2 separate regions of the Mus musculus genome follow, and region 1 is linked to region 2. Evidence: chromatin contacts called from public promoter capture Hi-C data. All regions are on one chromosome and are shown on one strand. The core of a region is the stretch at or near the end of the contact, and the rest is flanking DNA. Distances in the headings are between cores, read along the strand shown.

The links. Promoter capture Hi-C pulls out the DNA fragments that hold promoters and counts their contacts.
Region 1: a contact with region 2 is called in a promoter capture Hi-C map of hippocampal neurons, with 6 times the contacts expected there. The contact joins the enhancer-like site here to the promoter of Hecw1 in region 2. A contact is called at or near these places in 7 of 39 promoter capture datasets (cranial neural crest, embryonic stem cells, hippocampal neurons and 3 more), 2 of 484 Hi-C or Micro-C datasets (both in cortical neurons), 4 of 115 datasets of contacts at active chromatin or transcription factors (astrocytes, embryonic forebrain, embryonic hindbrain and 1 more) and 2 of 9 other capture datasets (adipose tissue and liver).

Annotation. Positions count from the first base shown.
Region 1 is chr13:15,758,257-15,760,956 of GRCm38.p6, reverse strand. No RefSeq gene overlaps it. Among named protein-coding and RNA genes, the nearest start is that of 4933412O06Rik, 43 kb to the left of the region's middle. Within about 2 kb of position 1,361, at least 157 of the 459 cell types and tissues checked have an H3K27ac peak or open chromatin away from gene starts, as enhancers often do. A contact at or near this core is called in adipose tissue, astrocytes, cortical neurons and 3 more, where this site is marked.
Region 2 is chr13:14,521,895-14,524,677 of GRCm38.p6, reverse strand. Hecw1 (HECT, C2 and WW domain containing E3 ubiquitin protein ligase 1) reads left to right here and starts at 1,452. Exons shown (of 29, transcript NM_001081348.3): 1 at 1,452-1,854. Gm30893 (a long non-coding RNA gene) reads right to left here and starts at 2,083. Exons shown (of 2, transcript XR_382090.4): 1 at 1,995-2,083; 2 at 178-1,129.

The DNA.
Region 1 (2,700 bases), core at 112-2,611, 1.2 Mb before region 2:
ATGAAGGTTCTAGACAGTCCTACCCAACTCTAAATCCCGTGAACCTGCTTGTTTGTTTGTTTTGTTCTTGTTCAGGAAGGAGCTCCAATCATAGTGATCAGATGTAAACACATGAACAAAAGGCCAGTACTAATTGGACTCAGTAAGTCACACACACACACACACACACACACACACACACACACACACACAATTATATACGAAGAGATGCCGCTGAGTGATGGTGGCGCATGCCTTTAATCCCAGCACTCGGGAGGCAGAGGCAGGTGAATTTCTGAGTTCAAGGCCAGCCTGGTCTACAGCGTGAGTTCCAGGACAGCCAGGGCCATACAGAGAAACCCTGTCTCAAAGAGAGAGAGAGAGATGGGGAGAGAGAGAGAGAGAGATGGGGAGAGAGAGAGAGAGAGAGAGAGAGAGAGAGAGAGAGAGAGAGAGAGAGAGAGAGACCAATAAGTTGAATCAAGGCTCTCAGAGACTAATCCTGACTCTGAGATTCCCACTCACATGCGCGTGATTCCCAGAGCACCTGAAGTCAAAGAGATGTTCTCCTGGTGCCCGGTTCCTTCCCTCCCTAATGGGCTCTCCTCCTGACACCCTGGCTGGAAGCTTCTTCCCCCAGACTTTGTCATTTTCCAGGCTTTTGTTGTCCTCTCTCACACAGTATTCTGGATCCAAGGCCCCCGTAGAGAAGGACCCCTTTCTTGCTGTCCTGTTTTCCTCTGGGTAGTAGACACTGGGCCAGCTCTGTCCCTGACCAATCATGTGGCACTAGCCAGCTGACTCCACCTCTCTCCTCTTCTGCTTTTCAGATCTGTTTCCCCCTTCTTCTCCCCACCACCCCCACCCCAACCCCCACCCAACCCCACCCCCAGGACTTGTGGTCACCCATATCTGCCCTCACTCTACATGCTTAGTAGCTCTGGCTGTCCTGATCTCCTCTACATTCGTGTTTGAAAGGTTGCCTGGTCACAGATAAGGCAAACAGTTTGAATAAAGGGAACATGTAAAAGGAGCACCTTGCTAGGCCATGCGAGCAGAAGTGGGCACGAGACAAAGAAGCCTCATTCAATCTTCACTGTCCTTGCGCGGTGATTTGGGCCCACTGTGAAATTAAGGAAACTGGTTTGCCAAAGGCGGAACTGTTATCCACTTAGGCACAAGGCTCCCTGGGGCAGGCCTCATGCTCTATCTCCCAAAGGGCCTGAGGGAAGTCATTTTGCTTGTTCAGAAAGAGTAAGGAAGGGGGAGAGAAGAGGAAAAACAGCTCCAAGAATGCTGAATTGGCTCTCTGCGGGATGCTGCCGGCTGCTGCTTCACAGTAGAGATGCCAAACCGAGCCTAGACCCACCCTGTCAGCAACAGCGCTCTTGTCACAGCAGATCCGCCAATACAGCCTGCGCCACCGAGGAATCCTTGTTTATTTGTATTTCGTGCTAAGAAGAGACTGGCCCAGATCCAGGAAAGCCACTCCACGAAGCGGCGCCCCTCTCCAGCAGCTTCCGATTGATTCTAAACACTACATGCCTGGAATAGTCAAACCAAGACGCTTTTTATCTGCTCACGTAGGTTCTCGCTAACACCCGAGAGGAACGATGCTCTCCTGGGGATTTTGGCAAAGTAAAGCGCGGGCCTGCGGGCAGCCATTCCGCATGTCGCCGCGCGGTGGCGGAAGCAGCACAGCAAAGGGGTTCAGCGAGGAAGCCAATAACTAAACCGTGATTCTGCGCCCCAGGACCTGGGTCGTCCCCTGTGTGCAAAGGGTCGCCCAGAAGGAAGAAGGGGAAGGAAAAAGGACAGCGGCGTCCCATGAGAATGGAGAGTGATGGTAGTGTGTTCCAAAGATGCGTTTTGTTTTGTTTTCTCTGGCTAACACCGGAAATAGAAGCAGCAGAAAAGGGACTGGAAGGATTCTCCCTCTGGCACCGTGCAACAGCAGCTGTTCTTTGATTGAAATGCTCTGTTACCGTTGTGTATGAGGCTTAATCGCCCAAGGAAGCTGCAGCTTCTCCCATTCACTTTCTTCCATATTCTCCCAAAAGTATACGTCCCAGTTAGCTACTCTGTAAAATTCAGTTCTGGTGTCCCCAATCCAAGATTTCTTTGTCGGTGTGGGCTGTGTGTCCAAGCCACAGTCTTGCCCATACATCAGCTTTGCCTCTATGCACCACGCCTTCCTACCCCCACCTACAGAGTGCCTTTTCTAGTCAGCTGGTTCCCTTTGGCATCCTCTTTATTTCATCTTTGGAAGGGTTGCCTATCCATATTGAATTCGTTGAACCCTGTATTTGGAAGCACAGCAACAATGTTCAGCCTTGTCCTGATGCCCACTGGCATCCTATATAATTCATTCTGTCCTGATTATCTTGTTAGGTAGATGAGACAATTGGGGCTCCACAGCTAAAGTAAGTGGTAAGTAGAAAGGAGCCCCCCTCTCCATGTCCAGGTAACTCAGGCACTTGCCTTTGCCCTCAGAGAGGGGCAGCTTTGTCATCAGGTTCCTCTGACCAGTTATGGCTAGGACTTCATTTCCTAAGCAGGATGAAGCTATGTTCTGGCATATTCTGAGAGGTTCTGGACAATGGATCTATATCCCCAACACCGCATCCCGACTATCACAATCATACTCCATCCTCTCTCTCTCTCTCTCTCTCTCTCTCTCTCCCCCTCTCCCTCTCCCTCTCCCTCTCCCTCTCTCTCCCT
Region 2 (2,783 bases), core at 203-2,702:
ATAGATGCAGCAACACTGAAAATCAGACTGAACAACTTAACAATTAATTGAGGTGAATAAGCATTCTTTGTGGCAGTTTGTTGGAATTGTGTCTTCAGAAATCTTTAATATTAGTTTATACAAGAGACTTTTGTTGATTTACTTGTTTTTCTTCCAAATTTCTGGTTGGTATTATCATTTGGTTGATTCTGGTGTTTATTGTTGCACCTCAGCCAAGTCCATTCTTGGAGGTTTTCTTCATACCAAAGCTCATCTGTCAAATCTGGTGAAATGTGTGCTCAGGGTTCTGTGTGGCTTTTGAGATATGGTTTGAAAAACAGACAGCGTTGAACTCATCTGGTGGGAAAATCAGATTCCTGCCAGACAGAGGGAAATGTCCATTGAGAAATCACTGGGCACCTGAAGTGACGAGCGCAGGCTGGAAGGGAGGTGCTCCCGGGGGAGGGAGGAGGGTGGGAATTGAGGCTTCACTTGGTTTCCCGTGGTTTCCTCTTCTGTAAAGTTCTGCTGCAAGAGTGTAATCAGTGGCAAGAGGTGGGTCAACAAGAAGAACACCAGTGAGAAGCCATCTGTCTTATTGTTATAAATGGAGATATATCCAATCAGCTCTTCAAGAAAAGGTTCTGGAGCTAGAGGTATTACCAGGGTGACTAAGAGGAATTACCAGGCATTACTAAGTATAGTAAGAATACTAGGGTGTTCCCTGGGTAAGGGAAAAGGTACACCTCTAAGATGTGAAAAATAGTTTGCCTGGGGAGTGCCGGGCAGGAAAATAGGTAGAAATAAAAAGGCATTGTAAAAAACACAGAGTTGCGGATTATGGGGGTTGTGTGCTCAGAACCTTCGCACTTTGTGAACGTAGCAAGCCCAAATTAGACCAAATCAGTGGCCAGCATTTCACTTTCTTTTGCATCTTGGTCGGCTGGTCAAATAAAGATTTGCATTTTTCCTACTTCCATTTTACTATTTTGACAATGTGTACTGCTTAATACTAAACCTGCTTGGAAAGCTAAGCTTATCAACAATAGATACCTAGGGCGATTTACAAGCATGGCATTTGTGATCATAACGTTGTTTTGGGGGAACTTGCTGCGAAAATACTGGAGGATGCTGTGCAATGTATCTGCATCTGTGAAATGGACAAGTAAGGAAATTGAGGTGAGAACACCTGACACAGTGTACCTACCTAGAAGGTACTCATCCTTTCTGAACACAACATTTGCATGTACACAAAGGAACTGATGAACCGTGGCTGGTTCCAGATAAGCCTCGCGGACGCGTGCTAAGTGTTGGAAGGATAGGGCCTATAGTAACAAGAATATATATATATATATATATATATATATATATATATATATATACATATATACATACATATATATATATATATATACTAAAGGGGTGAGGAGGAGGGTGCGGGTGCGTGAGGCTGCAGGGCGGAGCACAGCCACAGAGAGCAAGCCTGGCTCCTGGTTGGTTCTCAAGTCTGGTTCCCACAGAGGAGCAGGCAGGAAGGGAGGGGATGCGGGAGGAAGGATAAAGCAATAAAGTGTGCTGCGTTGCCACGCACTGGGAGTCCTTGTTTGAGCCGCAACACCACGAGCCTCTGACCCAGAGGACCCCCTCCTGGCTCGCACAGGTTCACCAGTCGAGAGCTGCTCCAGCCGTGACGGTGGCTCTGACAATAGTTGGCTCAGGATACGAAGCAGCCAGAGCAAGGCAAAAGACGCTGATCGCCCAGGACTAGCAAACCAGGTCCTCAATGCCTGGCACCTATGCAAGCCACGTGCGACCCCCGGTTCTAACCTGCGTGCGGACCGGAGCATGATCTGTGCCCAGTTGGAGGCTGCCAAGGTAAGCAGACGCCACGCTCAGACCATCAGCCTCTCCTTCCCTGCCCTCTCCCCACCCCCTTTCTGGGGCGGCTTCCTCACCCTTGCGAAGCCCCTGCAGCGCACTGCCTCCAGAGAGCCGGGATCCACCCTTTTACCCACCCTCTCTTCTCCCGCGAGGTTCAATTGTTGACTTGGGGCGGGTCGCCGCCCAAGCCGGGCTGGCATCCCAAGGCTTGGGTACAGCCGGCAGATAGGGGCCCGAAGAGAAACAAAGAAGCCCCCAAACGGGTTCGCAGCGCCTCCTCCGCCCCTGGGCGCCCTCCCAGTGGCTAAGAGATGGCAGAGGAGGGGGCGGAGAGACCTACGTAATCCCCCTTTCCAGCCCACACCCACTCCTTGTGAACCAAGGCTTTTAGACAATTGTATCCCATGGTTTCTGCTCGAACTCTCTGTGCTCACTCAAAGGCTCCTGCAGCCGGCCGCCAGGTGCAGTCTACTGGGTGGTGACTGGATGGGAAGATGATCGGTGTGGGTGTTCCCCAGGCGACTCCCTATCTCTGGCCCGTTGTGCCTCTCATCTGGGCCTGCCACCTGAGTTTCAGCGGGAGCAGCTGGTCCTTTTGCCTACCCTACTGTTACCTGCACATAGGAAGAGAAAGGGGCGGAGGTTGGGGGCAGGCAAGGGGGCGCTGGGAAAGCCGCATCCGGTCCATTTTTGGCCGGAGATTCGACACATTCTCCCTACTTTACCAGGCCATGACAATGCAGCAAAATCCTAGAGCTCAAAGTGGCCCTCCATCCTCCACTCCAGGGCTTTCTGACAGCCTTGCAGCCTCAATTTCCCAGGCACTGGACTAATTTTGGGAGTGTGGATGTGTGGTCTGTTCATCTTGCGCACAGAGGCTGGACAGGGTAACTTCTTCCCTGCCAAATTCAGAACATGGGGGT